2 separate regions of the Arabidopsis thaliana genome follow, and region 2 is linked to region 1. The links are chromatin contacts, called in public ChIA-PET maps. All regions are on one chromosome and are shown on one strand. Each heading gives the region's core, a stretch centred on a gene start, on an enhancer-like site or on the middle of the called end of the contact. The rest is flanking DNA. Distances are from core to core; before and after follow the strand shown. Region 1 holds the start of PEX10 (peroxin 10). Region 2 holds the start of AT2G26500 (cytochrome b6f complex subunit (petM)).

Region 1 (4,687 bases), core at 931-3,430:
CAAGGTATAATGGTAATTTCATTTCAGGTTCTTCTTTTGTGTTTATGAGATTGTTCTGATTACTTACATTTGTCTTGGATCATTAAGACACAAGTTCAAGCATCAACTACATTGTCGTTTCTCGAAATATTGTCAAAGATTCCAGAGATTGGTGCTCGAGGTTTATACAAAGGCTCGATTCCGGCTGTTGTTGGTCAATTTGCTAGGTTTCATCTCTTATGCTTTGCCTTGTGGTTATTGGTTATAAGCATTATCATGATTTCATCTCTTGTTTAAACATTTTTCAGTCATGGTTTACGAACAAGTATATATGAAGCAAGTAAACTTGCGTTACCGCTCGTTGCTCCTACTCTTCTTGATATTCAAGTTAGTAATTGTAAAAAGCTCATTGCCAACTTTATTGCTACATAATGTTTCGTTCTTTGAATTTTTTTGCTTCTTGATTATTTTAGGTTCAGTCAATCGCGTCTTTTATTGGTACGGTATTGGGGACAACGTTGCGAATACCGTGTGAAGTGTTGAAACAACGGTTACAAGCCAACCAGTTTGATAACATAGTGGAAGCTACAGTTTCGACTTGGCATCAAGAAGGGCTCAAAGGACTCTTTCGTGGGACCGGTGTTACCCTTCTACGTGAGGTTCCCTTCTACGTTGCTGGCATGGGACTTTACAACCAATCAAAGAAGGTAATCATGATAGAACAGAACAATGACATGTCTTTGTGTAATTAATAAGACGTGGTTGCGATTGAGTTTCACAGGTGGTGGAGAGACAATTAGGAAGAGAGTTGGAGCCGTGGGAAGCCATCGCGGTTGGAGCCTTGTCCGGTGGTTTCACTGCAGTTTTAACAACGCCATTCGATGTGATTAAAACAAGAATGATGACGGCTCCACAAGGCGTGGAATTGTCGATGTTGATGGCTGCTTATTCAATTCTCACACATGAGGGTCCTCTTGCTTTCTACAAAGGAGCTGTTCCAAGGTTTTTCTGGACTGCTCCTCTCGGAGCCTTGAACTTAGCTGGCTATGAACTTCTTCAAAAGGCTATGATCACACCTCTGAATCAATCAGTGCATAGTGAGTAAGATTGGAAAACTAGACCAACATTTTGTGTTATAATAATTTATTTCATGTTTATGTATTCTAAATCTTGAGAAAAAAAAATATATTCTACAAAAATAACATAATTTACTTCTTTTTTTTTTTCTCAAGTGTAGTATTGTATTAAACGTAACCCGATCATACACGGGCTACACTAAAAGCCCCACGAAAAGTTTACAGAAATATTTGAGGCCCAACAAGAGCCTATCGGATAACCGCATACTGCATAAGAAAATTTGTTTGTACTCCACCTAAGCCCACGTGTCAGCAACTGGATACAACCACGACACATGCTGGATGAGTAATCGAAAGATTTCCGACATCAACCTTCGCCGTTGAGCATCGATTTCGGTGAGAAGATTATCGCCGAAATATAATCGGTCGTTGAATCCTTTGTTTGTCACCGTTGCTAAGCTAATCGAAACTCCAAAAAGAAACTAACAGCTTTAAGGCAATCATAATATGCTTCGAAAGATTCTTCTTTCCTTATGTCTCTGGAAAGATTTCTGCAAACCAAAAGCTCAAAAGAAACAAGTCGGAGAAATCCATTCTTTAAGTGACACAACACCTAAAACATCATCACCAACTCAGATCTAATGAGATTATTGAAACAAAAAAACTTAACAAACCCAAAACTGGCCGAAGACACCGTAAACAAGACGGCAAATCGCCAGACATAAGCCAGCCAACACTACTTTAGAAGCTAGTCGATGCTGGACAGGAGCCGGATAAACCGGACGGCGAGGATAGAACATGCATATGAGATCACGATCGGACTTTACCAAAAAAACAAACTCTCTCTCTCAAAAGTTTTTGAGAGAGAAGAGAGAAAGTTTTCGTCAAGGTTAATATCTCCTTTAATAATTTAATTATGGAAACACTTTGCTCGGATTTATTTTTAACATAATTTACTTAACATCATGTATTCTAAAAAACTAATCAGCTCACCCGAATCGATTGACTATTACAAAATACTGCTTAATATAGACAAATATTTGATCATAAAAATAATTAAAAAGATTATAATTAATAAAATATTATTGATCTCATATATAAATGGCATCGATACATTTGCAAATATTTATTTTTCCTTTGAATTAAAAAAAAATATCAAAGGCCGAATAAAAAACATCATTCGGCAAGTTCATCGATCCACGAAAAAAAAGAAACGATGAGGCTTAATGGGGATTCGGGTCCGGGTCAGGATGAACCCGGTTCGAGCGGGTTTCACGGCGGAATCAGACGATTCCCGTTAGCAGCTCAGCCGGAGATTATGAGAGCTGCTGAGAAAGACGATCAATACGCTTCTTTCATCCACGAAGCTTGCCGCGATGCCTTCCGACACCTTTTCGGTACAATTTTTCCGACACCAAACCAAACAACAACAACTGTCTACTTTAATTGCTTCATCGTTATTGTCCAATTAATAACTAATTTTTATCACTCTTAGGTACAAGAATCGCTCTTGCTTACCAGAAGGAGGTAATATACACTAAATTATATTTGTCTGAGTTTCCATGAGATTTTTGATTATTTGTTTTTATTGTTTTTGGATAGATGAAGCTACTTGGACAGATGCTTTACTATGTTCTTACGACAGGTTCAGGGCAACAAACTTTAGGAGAGGAATATTGTGACATTATACAGGTTTTTGTTACTTTATACAATCTTCCTTAAGTGTGCTTCTACAAAACCATTTTACCTTCTGATGTAGAATGATATAATATAGGTTGCAGGGCCTTATGGACTCTCTCCTACACCAGCTAGACGTGCTTTGTTCATATTGTACCAGACCGCAGTTCCATATATCGCAGAGAGAATTAGGTTTCGTCGCATTTCTTATTGTTGTTTTACAAAGAAAAATTTGAATCTTGTCCGCTGATATTGATATAATTGTCTACAGCACTCGAGCTGCTACGCAAGCAGTCACCTTTGATGAGTCTGATGAGTTTTTTGGTGATAGTCATATCCACTCACCAAGAATGATAGATCTTCCATCTTCATCTCAAGTTGAAACTTCAACTTCTGTAGTATCTAGGTTAAACGATAGACTTATGAGATCGTGGCACCGAGCTATTCAGCGATGGCCTGTGGTAATGTATACCCCTCACGTTTAATTTTCCATGGTTCGTTCACTTGTTTTCTGCGTAGCAAATGTTGTTTTATACAAGGTTTTGTGCCTTTTAGGTTCTTCCTGTTGCCCGCGAAGTCTTACAACTGGTTTTGCGTGCCAATCTGATGCTCTTCTACTTTGAAGGTGAATTTTGTGAGAAATATTTAACTCATGTAGAGCATGTTCTGAACTAGTAACCTTTGTTTCTTTTCAGGTTTTTATTATCATATATCGAAACGTGCATCCGGGGTTCGTTATGTTTTCATAGGAAAGCAACTGAATCAGAGACCTAGGTAATGATTTTTTTGTCTTCTTTTACACTTGCAACTCTTGACTTTTACTATCACAGAGTAACTGAACTCCCTTAAGTCTTGTTGAGCAGATACCAAATTCTTGGGGTTTTCCTTCTAATCCAATTGTGCATCCTTGCTGCTGAGGGCTTGCGTCGGAGTAATTTGTCATCTATCACTAGCTCCATTCAGCAGGCTTCTATAGGATCTTATCAAACTTCAGGAGGTCTGGCTCTCATGTCCTTGATTATGAATGTTAATAATCTAGAATTTCCCAACATTACGGATATTTGTGGAGGATATATATGTTAGATTGTCAGTACTATAGTTTCAATAAACTATGGTCTAAATTGGCATCATGGTAAAAGTTTGTTAGAAAGATACATGAGAGAAGATAACATAGGCTGAAATATTCTGCTTGTTATGCATCACCCTATTTCACATTACAGTAATATAGTTTTGGTATTGTTCTTGCAGGGAGAGGTTTACCTGTTTTAAATGAAGAGGGGAATTTGATAACTTCGGAAGCTGAAAAGGGAAACTGGTCTACCTCCGATTCAACTTCAACGGAGGTAAAATATTTATAAATAAGTTAGAAACTTCTGTTACTTTGTAATGGCTAATATCTTGAATAGTGATCATTATTGGGAAAGGACAATAGGTAATAATATACTTGGAAGAGAGGCACATAACTCTGAGCAAAATGTATTATGCTCTTACGCAAAGGTTATGTTGTATAAGTGTGATTAAGAAAACCAAAATGATAGTTTACTCTGTTGGTATGAGTATCTGATAAGAGTAGATGGCCACTCGACTGATCCCGCTCTACATATAGTTTCTAGCGAGACAAGGTTATATGTTAATCCTATTTTGAGACTATTCTAAATTTAAAAAAACTCCAGAGGGGTTTATTTTTCTCTCGTTTTGATGAAATCAATATGTTACCACTTGTTATGTTAGGTGTTTACCTTGCTATGTACTTCGATTGCAGGCAGTAGGGAAATGCACTCTCTGCTTAAGCACCCGTCAGCACCCAACGGCCACTCCTTGTGGTCATGTGTTTTGTTGGTAATAAACCTTCCTCTACCGTAATTGCTTATTTTGTCCTGGGCCTGATCTGGAACGAGTTAACACCTACAAACCTTGATAAGTTTCAGAATCCAGAGAATTTCAATATCTTGATG
Region 2 (4,687 bases), core at 554-3,053, 50 kb before region 1:
ACTCCTCTCTTGTCTTTCCTTAAACGTTTATGATATCGATTTCAATTGTCTTTACGTAGTGTTTGCTAATTTTAGCTCCTACAAATTAAACATCATTATACAAATAAGTCCATATTTTTGCAAGATTCTAAAATTTATTCTCATAGGAAAAATAGTTTAAGTAAAGGCCCTAAAATTTTCTCTTGCTTCTGCCCTCTAAATTAAAGGAACGGAATGAGTATTATTTACAACTTTAATTAGACGGGATTGGTGAGACTTGATAATGTGATCTCTCTGACCGTAAGTGAGAAGAGTTACCAAAAAAGAGGCATGGGTACTATTTTACTAGAATCAATGGAAAAGCGCAATGATGCTTCTCGATAGCATTGAATGAGAGTGTTGATGCACATTTAATGTTATCTCCACTGCTTGAATCATTTCATATCAACCAAAGAAGGATGCGTTCTAGAGTGATGCATATATGCGAGTCCTCATAGTCTGTCTTGATTACAAGCTAGCCGCTTACGGTTGTGGCCAGTCAGAGTTTATCACTTTACTCGCCCGTTAGTCTGAAAAAGTTGCTAAGTTTTCTAGTAGTACTTTATGAGGGATTTTGTTAATGACATCATCCAGTTTGTGTTTTTTCGAGTCAACTTTTTTGGACTCAATCAAGATGCTTTTGATCCTGGATGCTCCCTCATATTACTCAACTAACGATTAGTATTCTAACTGTAATAATGTTCGTGCTAAGAGTTTCATTAAAAATGCAACAGCAATGATTTTTAATTATCTCATGTAAACACTTTACCGGAATGGCTACCTCACAAACCAAGATTATTCTCACCTAATAAAATCAATGTAAACACCTATGATGTCCAAAGGAAAAGGAGTAGATTATAAAAAGCAATCTCGTTCATTTTCTCAACACTAAAGCAAGTTTCACAAAAAAATTATATGAAGAGATATATGAAGCAATGGAGGGCATGGATAAAACAGTAGATGCAGAGTTACTGATTAGTGAGGATTCCCAATTTTTTCATCTACCAAGAAAAGAGCTTCTTCATAAACAAATGTAACATGTATCCATCAAGTTTTACCAAAGCTTGACAACAACAATAACCAAAAATATATAATTATAAGAGCAGCAATTTACTCTATTTACTCTGCTTCAGCTTCTTCAACAGAAGTTTCGATTCGAAGAAGAACGAATCCAACTGCAACACCAACAAGAGTAAGAGCGTTCATGATTGCTGCAATCTTGAAAATCTCTCCGACAGCGTTACACGTGGTGGATAAGGCTCCTCCATTACCTCTTCTTCCTTTGAGAGACATCACAACGTTAGCAAAACACTGTTCTGTGCAGAGTGGTGATCCCATTGAGACAACCTTGTTGTTCTGTGCCTTGAGACCACCATATGAGTTAAGTCCAGTTATGTAAGAAACTTTCATCTCAGATTTCTTCTGGGTTTGTCCGGATTTGGACACAATGCCTGATCTTGTCCATGAAATCACTGCTGGTGCTGCTGCTGTCGCCATTCCTTGCTGAAAAAGAAAACAAGATTCACAGATTCAAGAAATGGTTATGATCGGAAGAGAAGTTGGAAGAGAGATTATTGATTGGTTGATTAATATTATTACCTGTGGATGAGTTTGAAGGATGCAAGAGAAGTGAAGCGACTCAAAGAAAGGAGAAGCAAAAGAAGAGAAGATTGTTTTTAAGGAAGGAGGAGATTTTGGATAAGGAGGGTGTGGCTGCCACAGCCAATTACGGCCAGAGATGGATTTACTTCTTTTTATCAAATATCTCTGAACACACGTTTCTCATCGCTTTACTCAATTTCTATTCTTTTTTCTTTTTCTAAATAAATTATGAGAGAAAATTTATTAATAATTATCTATGTTAACATATATATATAATTTGTTATAAGTTATATATATAGACATATGAATATGAATCATTTTAATTTTAATTTAATGTGCATTCGACAAGTAAATATTAAAAAAAAAATTAAAATTTGTGTTTATTGATGCCGCTTAATTTTATAATTATACTTTAAAATATACTGTAATATAATAAAAGACACGTAAACAAAATTTTTATTTAAATATTCTACTAATTTTTATTTTTTTGAAAGAATATAACTTGAGTGATTATTTGTTTTTGAATTAACCACAGTAAAAATTTGAAGAAAACGCTTATGAAATGCATGAACTCCTATCTAAGTTTACAACAAAATTAATTATTATGAAGTTTGATAGAGTTACAGGTTTTCATCACAAAATATAAAAAAATTACAACAAACCTTTATGATAAAAAAGAAAAAGAAAAAATTAGTTCAAACTCACCTCCATATTGTACAACACTGCATCATAACTAGATTTTTCTTTCTTTTTCTTTCCATTCAAATTTAACAACAAACAAATGAATAATTCAGACACAGTTGGTATTTGATGGTCAAATCACAAACCATGATTAGTGTCTTCGATGGCTGCTAGCTCCACCAGCTGATGAAGAGAAACTGCCATCAGACATGAATGGTTCAGAATGTGATATAACATGTTGCTGTTGTTGCTGTTGCATCATACTCATCTGGTTCATGTCAATGAAAGATTCTGAAACTCCCCATACTTTTACTGACTTATCCAAGCTTCCACTATATACAATCCATTTTTTGTCCCGACGTTCGGAGGCTTCACGGTCTGCTTCTACTGCCAAACATTTCACAGGACCTGTGTGACCTGTTAGTACAGAGAGGCATGTATGAATATTTCCATCTCTCTTCCACACACATATTGTCTTATCAGCAGATCCGCTAAAAACAAGACTCCCTGCCACTTCTAGGCAAAGAACAGCAAGCTTGTGGCCCTTGAGAATACCACCGTAGTTCAACTGTTTCTCCCTCTCCCAAAAATTGACCAAACCATCACTCGAACCAAAGTACACTGCCGCACCATTCTTGCTTACAGCCAAAGCTGTGACTGCGCTTTCTTGCTTTGTTAATGTTTGCATTAGTGTATGCTTTGTGTATTTTCCTTGTTGGTCTCTCTTCCATGCCTTGACTGTCCCATCGGCTGATCCAGAGAAAACAATCGCTTCCGTTGTTGATACCACCGAGTTTACAGCATCATCATGAGCTGGGATTGATTCTAGACATTTTGAATCAGCAATCCTCCACACCTTAATGGTCCGGTCCCATGAAGCAGAATACAACAACCCTTGCTCATCATTTAGGCTTAAACATGAAACAGCATCGGCGTGTTTGATCCAGAGAGCAGTGCGGTGTTTCTTCACCTCAACATAGTTTCTTGGTTTGAGAGATGCCTTGAATATATCTTTCAAAGTTGGTAATGTTCCAGAACGTTTGTGCAAGCTCTGGTTCTTAGGGGAGACTTTCCAAACTCGAATCTTTCCGTCTTGGTGACCTGTGAAAATCTTCTCCCCTGAAATCACAATGGCCTTAACCAATCCACTGTTACATTTGAATGCACTGAACTCCTTTAGATTCTTCCACACACGTATGTTTTTGCTATCAGAGCCAGTATAAAGAAGATCTTTTGTGGCCGCTAATGAATAGATGTGACCTTCTTCACGGACAAGCGAGCCAATAAGGCCATTTTGGGGTAGGTTTTCTTCTACAGTAGACCATTGTGTTTGAGTAAATGGAGTTGCTTGGTTCCAAGGAGACATCATCATTGGAGAACCTTCGCAACTCATTCTATCATACATCCCCGTGCCAACCGCAGATGCACTGCTATTGCGTATACCGTACTCTTCCTCTGTTTGTTGGGTCATCGTGGAGGAAAGATTCGGATCAGAATGCATCATGTTGGCATATTTTGCCCTAGGAATGCTATCAGCTTCCGTAAACATTTTGAAATAATACTACCACCTTCTTGTTCTCCTCAAAAAATTAACAACTATAAATTGAGTAATTTGTGAGGAGAGAAAAAAACAAAAGAAAAGGTAGATTTAAAATTAGATTTGAGATTGAAAGGGGTTTGGTTTTAGCTTAAGAACAATGGGGTGATGCAAATATAGTTGTGGCAGGAAGCAAATAGATGAATGATTGGTTAAACCTTTTTTTGATTATTGATGTGAAAATTCATTGGTTCACCACCGTGTCCGTCAACTTAATCTATATTTGGCATTCTTTTGTTACTTCACATCTAACATCTTACAAAATTAATATTCTAACTCCTAGCAATCTTTTACTATTTATTTCTTCCCTAAAAATAGAAACAGGGTCGATTTCCTCTTAAAATAAGTGTCAACAGAAATAGAACAATTAATAATTAGTAGTCTTAAGTCGTATCCCATGTCAAAAAAACTAATGAGGTTTACAAACCTTATTTCTAGAACTCAATTAGCTACTACTAATTTTATCATTTTTGGGTTTTCAACGTCTACCGATCATTATAAAACAATGAATGGGTATAAATCATATATATTTTTTTCTTTCTCTTTTTATATATTTGGATCGATAATGCTCAATCTATACACAATCTCTATTATAAGAACATTTGAAAACCCAAAGAAGAACTATAAAATAGGTTTGTTTTGTAGGCATGTAAGAGCATCCACATTGATCATTATGTGTGGGTGTCTTTAAATAAAAAACTAATAAAAAATATGATAAAAAAAGGGAAAAATGTCAAAAAATGCGCGAACTTTCAAATTTGGGACGAAAAAAACATGAACTTTCGAATT

The links. ChIA-PET counts read pairs in DNA pulled down with a chosen protein or histone mark.
Region 2: an H3K4me3 ChIA-PET map of shoot shows a contact between it and region 1, with 10 read pairs. The contact joins the promoter of AT2G26500 here to the promoter of PEX10 in region 1. A contact is called at or near these places in 2 of 26 Hi-C or Micro-C datasets (root and seedling) and 1 of 2 datasets of contacts at active chromatin or transcription factors (shoot).

What each region holds. Positions count from the first base shown.
Region 1 is chr2:11,218,000-11,222,686 of TAIR10.1, reverse strand. PEX10 (peroxin 10) reads left to right here and starts at 2,180. Exons shown (of 11, transcript NM_001336059.1): 1 at 2,180-2,452; 2 at 2,551-2,582; 3 at 2,658-2,747; 4 at 2,830-2,924; 5 at 3,004-3,193; 6 at 3,288-3,357; 7 at 3,428-3,506; 8 at 3,596-3,729; 9 at 3,981-4,354; 10 at 4,495-4,571. The coding sequence starts at 2,272. The coding sequence ends at 4,090. It overlaps AT2G26360 (Mitochondrial substrate carrier family protein), which reads left to right. Exons shown (of 6, transcript NM_128193.5): 2 at 1-4; 3 at 88-206; 4 at 288-366; 5 at 453-686; 6 at 761-1,171. The coding sequence ends at 1,084. It overlaps AT2G26355 (a long non-coding RNA gene), which reads right to left and starts at 1,979. Exons shown (of 1, transcript NR_140673.1): 1 at 1,152-1,979.
Region 2 is chr2:11,267,198-11,271,884 of TAIR10.1, reverse strand. It overlaps AT2G26500 (cytochrome b6f complex subunit (petM)), which reads right to left and starts at 1,803. Exons shown (of 2, transcript NM_128207.6): 1 at 1,618-1,803; 2 at 811-1,521. The coding sequence starts at 1,515. The coding sequence ends at 1,138. It overlaps AT2G26490 (Transducin/WD40 repeat-like superfamily protein), which reads right to left and starts at 4,028. Exons shown (of 1, transcript NM_128206.3): 1 at 2,135-4,028. The coding sequence starts at 3,850. The coding sequence ends at 2,453.